2 separate regions of the Sus scrofa genome follow, and region 2 is linked to region 1. The links are chromatin contacts, called in public promoter capture Hi-C maps. All regions are on one chromosome and are shown on one strand. The core of a region is the stretch at or near the end of the contact, and the rest is flanking DNA. Distances in the headings are between cores, read along the strand shown. Region 1 holds the start of FLVCR2 (feline leukemia virus subgroup C cellular receptor family member 2). Region 2 overlaps FLVCR2 (feline leukemia virus subgroup C cellular receptor family member 2).

Region 1 (4,307 bases), core at 764-3,263:
CCTGTAAACTGAGTCACAGGGGATTAGAGATTAATATCCGTACACTCCCCTATAGTAAACAAGGCCTGTGAGGATGTTACTCCCTGGAGCCCTTAAGCCACAAATGTTAATCAATGGCCATATCAAAGGAGGCATCCAAGCCCATGCTCCTACACTGACTACCTGAGTTAATATTCTGCCTCAACAGCAACGCAGGATCTGAGCGGAGTCTATGACAGCTCACGGCAAAGCCGGATTCTTAATCCACTGAGCAAGGCCAGGGACTGAACCCGCATCCTCATGGATACTAGTTGAATTCTGCTGTGCCACAACAGGAACTCCCAGAACTTTCAATTCTTCATTTTTGGTCACAGGGTGGAAAAAAAAGACAGGAAAGCTGTGGCACCCAGTGGCTCTTTAATGTGCAAACAAAGGAATCTCCTGGAGGCCTTTTAAAATGCAGCCTCCAATTCCATAGGTTCAGGGAGGGCCTGGGCTTCTGCCTCTGTAACAAGCCCCAGAGGATGCTTGCCCTGCAGTCCCCAGACTGTGCTTGACTAGCTAGACTGTAACTTGAAAAAACAGACTTGCATGAGAATTATGCCTCTTTAGGTCAGCTGCGACCTTAAGTAAAAACTTATCTCACCTCTATGAGAGTCAGTTTTCCCATCTAAAAAGTTTGGGCAGGCAAAAGCACTTACATTACCGAATTCTTGTGAGTAATACAGTAAACATGTTTAGCACAATACAAATATTCACTTTTTAATTGTCAGGATATCTGACACCCCTGGAATGCTTACTATCTGCCAGGAATTTTCCAAGTGCTTTCAAGTCTTAACTCATTCAAGCCTGAAAACAACACTGTGAGGTCGGTACTATTATTTCATCCTCCCATTTTATAGATTTTCCAAGAAACTGAGGCACAGGGAGGTGGAGTATCTTATTTTACAGAATACACCTAGGAGTAGCTAATCGCGTGTTTGAACCCACAGAGGATCTGGGCTCTGATCCCTCCCCAGTCTGAAATAAAAAGAGGGCAAGCCTGACGTGCAGCCCCTGATAAGAGATTACTCTTCGCAGCGGGCTGTGGACCAGCAGGTGGCAGCCTAGGGCTACGTGGGTGCAGAGACCACAACCTAAGCCCGGAACCCGTGCTGTGCCAGGCATTTCACCGCACCACTGCCATGGTCTTCAAGGTCTCCGGCTCCCCAGCCCTTCTACCCACAGGTCTTCGCCCAGGAGGTCGCCCAGGGATCCTCCAGAAATGAAGAGCCTGCGGAACAGGTTCAAATCTGAGTTCCCCAATATAAGACCCGGTCCGCAGGGAAAGCTAGCAGCAAAGCGAGTTTCCGCAACTTGCCTTTACCCGGGAGCGCAACTAGCCCGGGAAATCCACACATCGCTCTTTATACCCAAAGTCTAGCAAGGGCTGGGGAGCCCAGCCAAGTCGGAAAAAGTTGGGAATCCCTCTTGGATCCCATAGAGCAGATTGAGGGCTCTGGGCATCCGTGTGCGCAGGGAGGAGACTCTATATTTGCAGGATTACCTCGGAAGGGCGATGGGCATTTTCTTGCGGAGCGGCCTGGGAGGGGACAAATGAATTTGAGGGACAGTGCACGGGTGGGGGTTAACCGGGCGGTTTCCATGGTGCCCGGGGCGTGGGGGAGGAATGCACCCGCAAGCGGTGGCGAAACAACTATACCGCCCGGCCAGCTGCCGCAGAAGGCGGGAGGCTTTGCGGGTGGGGTGGGGGGTGGGTAGGGGGGTGGGGGAAGCCCGGCGGGACGGGGGCGGGGCGGTCACGTGCGCCGGAGGGGGCGAGGCCCCGAGCCGGCCCGGGAGCGAACCGAGTCCGGCGAAGAGGCTGCGCCTGAAGAACTGTTTCCTGGACGGAGAGGTTGAACCTCCGCAGGACGCCTGGGGAGGACTCAAGACACCGGCGGCCAGGACCGCAGTCAGTGACAGACGACGCCGAGGAAACGTGGGAGCAGAGCTTGGGGGTGAGCGAAGGCGCCCCTCTGACGGCTTTTACACAGGCTCGGAACTCCGTTTATTCTGGGGCGGGCTGGGGCAAGTGCCACGTCAGCTCTAGGTGACCGGACGAGGCCACTGTCTCTTAAGTTGTCTAGAGTCCTCAGCACTTGTCTAGGACGCCAGGAGAGGCTGTGGTCATGGTGAATGAAGATCCTAGCCACGAAGGGCTCGATGGCGCGCCGTCGCAGACTTCTGCACTCCAGGAGAACCCCAACCTCGCTGCCCAACCCAGCGTCTCCGGCCACCCCAGCATCTCCGCCCACCCCAGCTTCTCAGCCCATGCTAGCACCTCCGCGCATCCCAGCGTCTCGATCCATCCCAGTGTCTCTGTGTACCCCAGTAGTTCAGCCCACCCCAGTACCTTGGCTCAACCCAGTGGCTTGGTCCAACCCAGTAGCTCGGGCCAACCCAGTAGCTCCGGCCCTGAGGACCTTAGCGTGATCAAGGTGAGCAAGCGCCGGTGGGCAGTGGTCCTGCTGTTTAGCTGCTACTCCATGTGCAACGCCTTCCAGTGGATCCAGTATGGCTCCATCAACAACATCTTCATGAACTTCTACGGGGTCAGTGCCTTTGCCATCGACTGGCTCTCCATGTGCTACATGCTGACATACATCCTCTGCTGCTGCCTGTGGCCTGGCTCCTGGAGAAATTCGGGCTGCGCACCATAGCCCTCACCGGCTCTGCTCTCAACTGCCTGGGGGCCTGGGTGAAGCTGGGCAGCCTCAAGCCCCATCTCTTCCCGGTCACCGTGCTGGGCCAGGTCATCTGCTCCGTAGCCCAGGTCTTCATCCTGGGCATGCCCTCCCGCATCGCCTCCGTGTGGTTCGGGGCTAATGAGGTGTCCACGGCCTGCTCCATCGCTGTCTTTGGCAACCAGGTGGGCAGGGGGCTTTGTGGTTGACCGGGGGGATGGGCGTCCCTGTGGGACTGGCCGTGTTGGTGGTAGCGAACTGCCCGCCTGAGTGGAGACTGTGGTTTTCAGATGTCAATGGTGTTTGTGACCCTGGGCGACTGTAGCTGGGTGTGACAGTGTGAGTGAGTGATTGTGACTGGGTGACTGTGTCAGAGTGGTGGGGAAGCAAAAGGAGGGGCCTTTTCTGTCACCTGCATGTTCTCCTTCCCCAGCAGCCAGTGTGCTTTGGGAACACACACTGGTTTGTGGTCTCCTTCCTCAACCTCCTTCACCAGCCCGGACCTGTGCCTTCAGGAGAGCTCTTCTTTCAGGGAGCAGTCCCGGGGTGTCAGACTATTCTGTGTCATCAGAAGTTGGCAGGTGGCTTTCGCCAGGTTTCCTGAAGCATAGGATCTCCTGCTTGCATGGAAAGGCAGAGCGGGCCCTGGTTGACCTTTGACGCCGCTCTCACCTTTTATACACACCTGAAGCCAGGATGGTGGGGGCAGTGCTTTGTGCCAACTCCTTCCCTGGGGGTTAGAGCCAAGTGCAGCAGAATGGAGTTGAATTCTTGCTCTGAATTTCCAAGGCCTAGAATGTTTGGAAGGGCCTGGAAAGCTCCTTTCTTAACCATTTGTCTTCTTTTTGGAGGGAGAATCTCAGATTCTTTGCATTTCCACATGGATATGACTCAGAAAGGTGGCCATGTTGTAGATCTGGGTGCCTTCTTCAAATGTTTGAAGCAGCTATTTATGGCATGTTTCTTTATCTGGATCACTGCCTGGGGTCTCCCTCTTTTCCAAGTATGTGCAGTTGTGGCTCCACGTTTGACAAGTGACCGGTGACCCTTTGTTCTTGGAGGCCTGTTTTCCCTTATGCATTCATTACATTTAGAAAATGTAAGCTTTCATTAGAAAGTTCTCATCTGGCTCAGAAATTTCCAAACTTTCTTCGAGGCAAATTTCCATTCTGTTCATCTTCACCATCAGGAAAGTAACCCGAGCTAAAGTTTTTCAAGCCAGTTAGGTTTTTCCTGCCCCTTGGGTCATAGTGTAAGCAATCAATGAAAGCATTAGACAGGCCTTCTTCAGCACAGACAGGCAACAGAAAATCCTTTAACCAGTGTTCTTTAACCTGTGGGTTTGAATGTTCAGAAGATTCAAGGTCTGGGGATGAAACAAGTTGAAGAGTGTGTGTGTGTGTGTGTGTGTGCGCACGCGCGTGCACACTTTTTAGGGCCACACCTGAGGCATATGAAGGTTCCACCGGCTAGGGCCTCAGAGCTACAGCTGCTGGCCTACTCCTCAGCCATAGCAATGCCAGATCCGAGCCACATCTGCAACCTACACCACAGCTCGTGGCAATGCCGGATCCTTAACCCACTGAGCAAGGCCAGGGATGG
Region 2 (4,307 bases), core at 851-3,350, 51 kb after region 1:
CTGCATCATGGCGGCTTGGTTGCCCCATGGGCTGGTTGGCTGGGCGCTTGTTTCCCGTCTTCGCTGTGTCTCTGCAGATATTCGGGATCATCTTCACCATCTCCCAGGGCCAGATCATCGACACCTACGGAACCATGCCTGGCAACATCTTCCTGTGTGTGTTCCTCACGCTTGGAGTGGCCCTCACTGGTGAGCTGGGGCCTCAGGGCCCGGTGACGCTCTGACTGCTCACGGCTTTAGGCTGCTGGCAGCTTGGAACCCAGTGTCCTGACTGGTCCTACAGCTCAGGGGTACACATGCAGTGGGACAGAGGGGAGGGCTTGTGAGCAAGTCTGTTTTGGAGGCAGCAGCATATCTTAGTGGAAGGAGCCTGGGTTGTGGCCTGAGAAACCCTTGTTAGAATCCTGGACTGTGACACTGACCTCCAGAGCTGTTTGACCTTGGACTAGTGCACCAACTTGTGGGAGCCTCACTTTCCTAATCTTTTGGATGGGATTGCTGTGAGGTTTGGAGCAACGTGTGCAGACTCCCTGCAGATACCAGTGGTCTGGGAAGGAGGCCTGTGTCCTCACTGGCTTCTGCCTGTCAGGGACAGCAGGGACCTGCAGGCTCTTTCAGGTTGTCTGACGCAACCCCCACTTCCCTGGAAGATCTGAAGGGGGTGGGGTACCTGTGAGCCTTAGGAGGACAGGGCTCCCCCTCCTGGATGCACTTGACCCCTGGTCTGCTTGGTAACTGTCTCTGTTGCCCTTCCTTCTGCATCCCTGGACCTCAGCATTCATTAGGGCAGATCTCCGGAGGCAGAAGGCAAACAAAGAAACACCTGAGAATGTGAGTATGTGGGGGCTGCAGGGCTGAGCTCTGGTTCCCAGGTTTGCTGAGGATGTGGCAGCAGGGGTGGGGGTGGGGGCAGCTCCCAGAGTGACGGGTGTTGTGGTGGCTGTGGGTGGCAGCTCCACATCCTACACATGGAGACAAAGGGTTTCCTTGGGGCCTGTCTGAGCTCTGCTTTCCTGCTGGTGTTTCTTGGGCTCTTCTCCTGCTTCCTTCCCATCTCCTGGCCTTGCTGCTCTGGTCCCCAGAGCTTGTCACTGTTGTCACAATTTTCCTGATGCACACCCACCCCTGGATCCTGAGACAAGTCCTGATGCCCTGGCTCCTCTCTTCAGGCTGAAGCCTGAGGTCAGTGGCTGGAGAGGAGAGGTGGGTGCCTGAGGCAGTGGCTCTCCTGGCATGTGACAGCCCCTCAGGCAGTGCCAGGGGATGGAGGGAGCAGAGCCGGCGGGTTTCCAGCAGGCTCTAAAAGGGCACGTGAGGAAGCAGGAGATGATGGTGGTGGAAGGGGAGAGGCCCAGGAATATGACCTAGAACAGACAAGTGCTGCCCCTCTGCTCTGATGGGCTGGGAACCATGTTAACCAGAGTGTTAGGTGTCAAACCTGAACCAGCAGGAAACAAATTTCAAAGCTGAGAAAGAATAAAAATGGGATATTTCTTTATTCTTGAGGTGTGGGGGCTATTTCTTAGGAAACAAAACACCCAAAATCTGTTACAGAGTTAATACATGTTCAGTGTAGAAATACTGAAAAATACAGCAAGGTATACACAATTTAGAAGTCATCTTATAATAGCATCACCTCGAGATGAGATGTTGCTTTGATGCGTTGACTTATTTATGTCGATGTCCACATATAATGTATACGTGTGTGTATTACGTGTGTGTGTTTGTTAAAGAGAATTGGAATCTTACTCTACTTGTGTTTTTGCTTGCTGTGAATGTTTGTTCAGGTCATGAGTCTCTTACAACATGCTTTTAGTGACTACCCGGTGTTCTGTTGACTACACATGGATAAACAGGATTTGCTCAACAGTTCTCCTGTCGGGGAACACTGAAGTTGTTTCTTACGGTTGTTCTAAACGACACTGTGATTAACGTCCTGGAAGCTGAGTCTTTGGCATGTTCTCAGGTATGGTGTTACCTTGAGAACTGGATCAGTGGTCGAGCCCATTTTTCAGACGTTGATGTGTGTCGCCAGACCGTCCTCCAGGGAAAGGTGCTGTCAGGACGACTGGTGCGCGTTGCTCTCTCAGTGCAGGAGCCCGAGCCCTGAGTGCTCATCATTTTGCAAAAGCTGGGCCTCTTTTCTAAGGTGACAGTGGTCTATGTAGCGCTGTGAGGAGCTGTGTTGGCAGGTGGGTGCTGCCCTTTCGCTCCTCCCTGTTTGTCTTCTGCCCTTAGGCTCTGGGGTTGGCAGGCAGCAGCAGGGAGCAGGTGGAGGGAGGCGCCTGGGACAGGAGAGGCGGTGGGGGGACAGGGCAAGCCTGAGACAGGAGTGCTGTTCTCAGGGGCATGTGGGGGCCATGCAGCCCCCCACCCCACTCCGTGGAGATGGGCTTGCAGGTGGGCCGTGGATGAGGACCCGTGTGGTTTGGACACTTGGGGGACTGTACTGTGAGCCTGGGAAAAGGTGGCTGTGATCCTAGGATAGAGTTCTCTTGAACAGGGTTCAACTGGAACGTGACACATTGTGTCAAGGAATAGGAGATTTTGCTCTGTGTACTTGATAATCTGTGTTGCCCTGGGCAGATGCTGCCAGACAGAGGAACGTAGAGGTGGCCTGTAGTCCCAGCGCCCAGAGGTAACCCGGTACCATTGGGCCATTTCGCCGTGTGTGTCCTGGGGTACCCTTGTGCTCACTGGGTTTTCCACCCTGCTTGCTTCCTTAGGAGACTTGGCAACTTCTCAGCGACTCTGCATCCCCAGCCCCACATTGACATGCACACACTTCCACTTCCTCCTCTTTACTATTCAGCGTCCCCACATTTCATATCCTCCAGCCGGTTCCTTGTCCATGTGGACAAGGTCTTTTAACCCAGGTGGAAGGTGTTGCTCTGTCCCATCTGGGCCAGTGGCATGGCCCGTGGTGGCCGTGGCATCACAGAAAGCTGGCCTTTTTGTTCTGCCCTTGATGCCATTGTGAGGGTGTGTGTGTGCCTGGGGAACAAATGTGTGGCAGGGCTGGTGCCTCCCCTTGATCACTGTCGAGGACGCTGCTGAGTGCCTGGGAATCTGTCCCCCTCCCCGTATAGACTCTGGCAGGGCAATGCTCTGGTTGCGGGGAGTCCCTGCCCCTTCAGCCCAATAGCTGCCCCTTGTTTGCTTTATAGAAGCTCCAGGAGGAAGAGGAGAGCAAGACCAGCAAAGCCCCCACCCCTGTGTCCGAGGAGCATCTCTGAGAGAGAAAGGTGGTGGGACTCGGGCAACACCTGCTGCCACCTCCAGCCAGCCCCGCCCTCCTGGCCAGCACTGCGGGCTCCACTGGAGCAGCTTCTGGAGGGAATTTCGGGAATAACTGTGGCTTGGACGGCAGCCCCTCTGCCTCAGGGACCCCCCGCCCAGAGCTTGCGTGTCCACTTGGGGACAGTACCCTTTTCACCCAGTGCAGATGGGCGTCCCACCCCTCCCCCTTGGCTTCTGGGAGCTGGTGCTGGGAGAGGCCAAGAGAACCCAGGGCCAGTCCTGGCCTCCTGCCTTGCCTTCCCCTGGACGGGCCCTCGGGGAAAGCCTGCACAGTTATCATGGAGAGAAAGCTTATTCGGGAGATGAACATTTTCTAGTGTCTTAAGACTCTTAGGTGCCTCATTCTAAGGAGTGGCAGCTGCCCCGGGCAGGGGTCCCTCTTGGGCCATCAGACTGGCTGCTCCAGTTCTGTGGGAGAGAAAACACCCTCAGGACAAACCCCTCTGGACCCTGTGACCATGTTCTCCTGGCTCATGTTGGTGTCTGCCTCCAAATCTGTTTTTTCTAAGAGCTGATGAAACCAAACATCAATAAACTTGACAAAGCTGTGTTGTGACCTGAAGGAGAAGCCAAATTCAGAGAGTCGATCACCCTGGGATGTGAGGGTGCCTATGAGTAGCCCGCTTCAGGAACGAGAAGGTTCTTTGCTCCAGAAGCAGCCCTTGCCCGGCAACCTGTGTGTGTGTGTCCGTCACCTCTGCTGCCTCCATCTGGACGCTGCCTCAGAGCGTGTTCTCCAGGGCCAGGGCCAGCCCGCCAGCTTCCTAAAACCTTTACTGAGAACTCACCTGGATCCTTCCTCCCGCGACCTCCCAGGCCCTCCTGCGGATGGAGGAAAGGGGCAGAGGGGAGGTGGCCCTTGAGTGGGAGGCAGGTGCTGGATGAGGTGAGTAAGCCTCTTGAACCTCTGGTGGGGCCAGTGTCTGCACCCTCGCCCCCAGCTCTCAGTGCTCTGTTCTCAGATGTTCTGAATTTAAAGAGATTCCCCTTCCCCCAGCCCAGGCTGC

The links. Promoter capture Hi-C pulls out the DNA fragments that hold promoters and counts their contacts.
Region 2: a promoter capture Hi-C map of liver shows a contact between it and region 1, with 7 times the contacts expected there. The contact joins the enhancer-like site here to the promoter of FLVCR2 in region 1. A contact is called at or near these places in 3 of 5 promoter capture datasets (fetal liver and liver), 19 of 47 Hi-C or Micro-C datasets (adipose tissue, alveolar macrophages, blood and 9 more) and 1 of 2 datasets of contacts at active chromatin or transcription factors (alveolar macrophages).

Annotation. Positions count from the first base shown.
Region 1 is chr7:98,716,306-98,720,612 of Sscrofa11.1, forward strand. It overlaps FLVCR2 (feline leukemia virus subgroup C cellular receptor family member 2), which reads left to right and starts at 2,014. Exons shown (of 11, transcript NM_001142840.1): 1 at 2,014-2,626; 2 at 2,629-2,890. The coding sequence starts at 2,151.
Region 2 is chr7:98,767,416-98,771,722 of Sscrofa11.1, forward strand. FLVCR2 (feline leukemia virus subgroup C cellular receptor family member 2) reads left to right here. Exons shown (of 11, transcript NM_001142840.1): 9 at 78-189; 10 at 776-831; 11 at 3,168-4,307. The coding sequence ends at 3,236. Among named protein-coding and RNA genes, the nearest start is that of C7H14orf1, 50 kb to the right of the region's middle. Within about 2 kb of position 2,101, at least 2 of the 83 cell types and tissues checked have an H3K27ac peak or open chromatin away from gene starts, as enhancers often do. A contact at or near this core is called in fetal liver and liver, where this site is marked.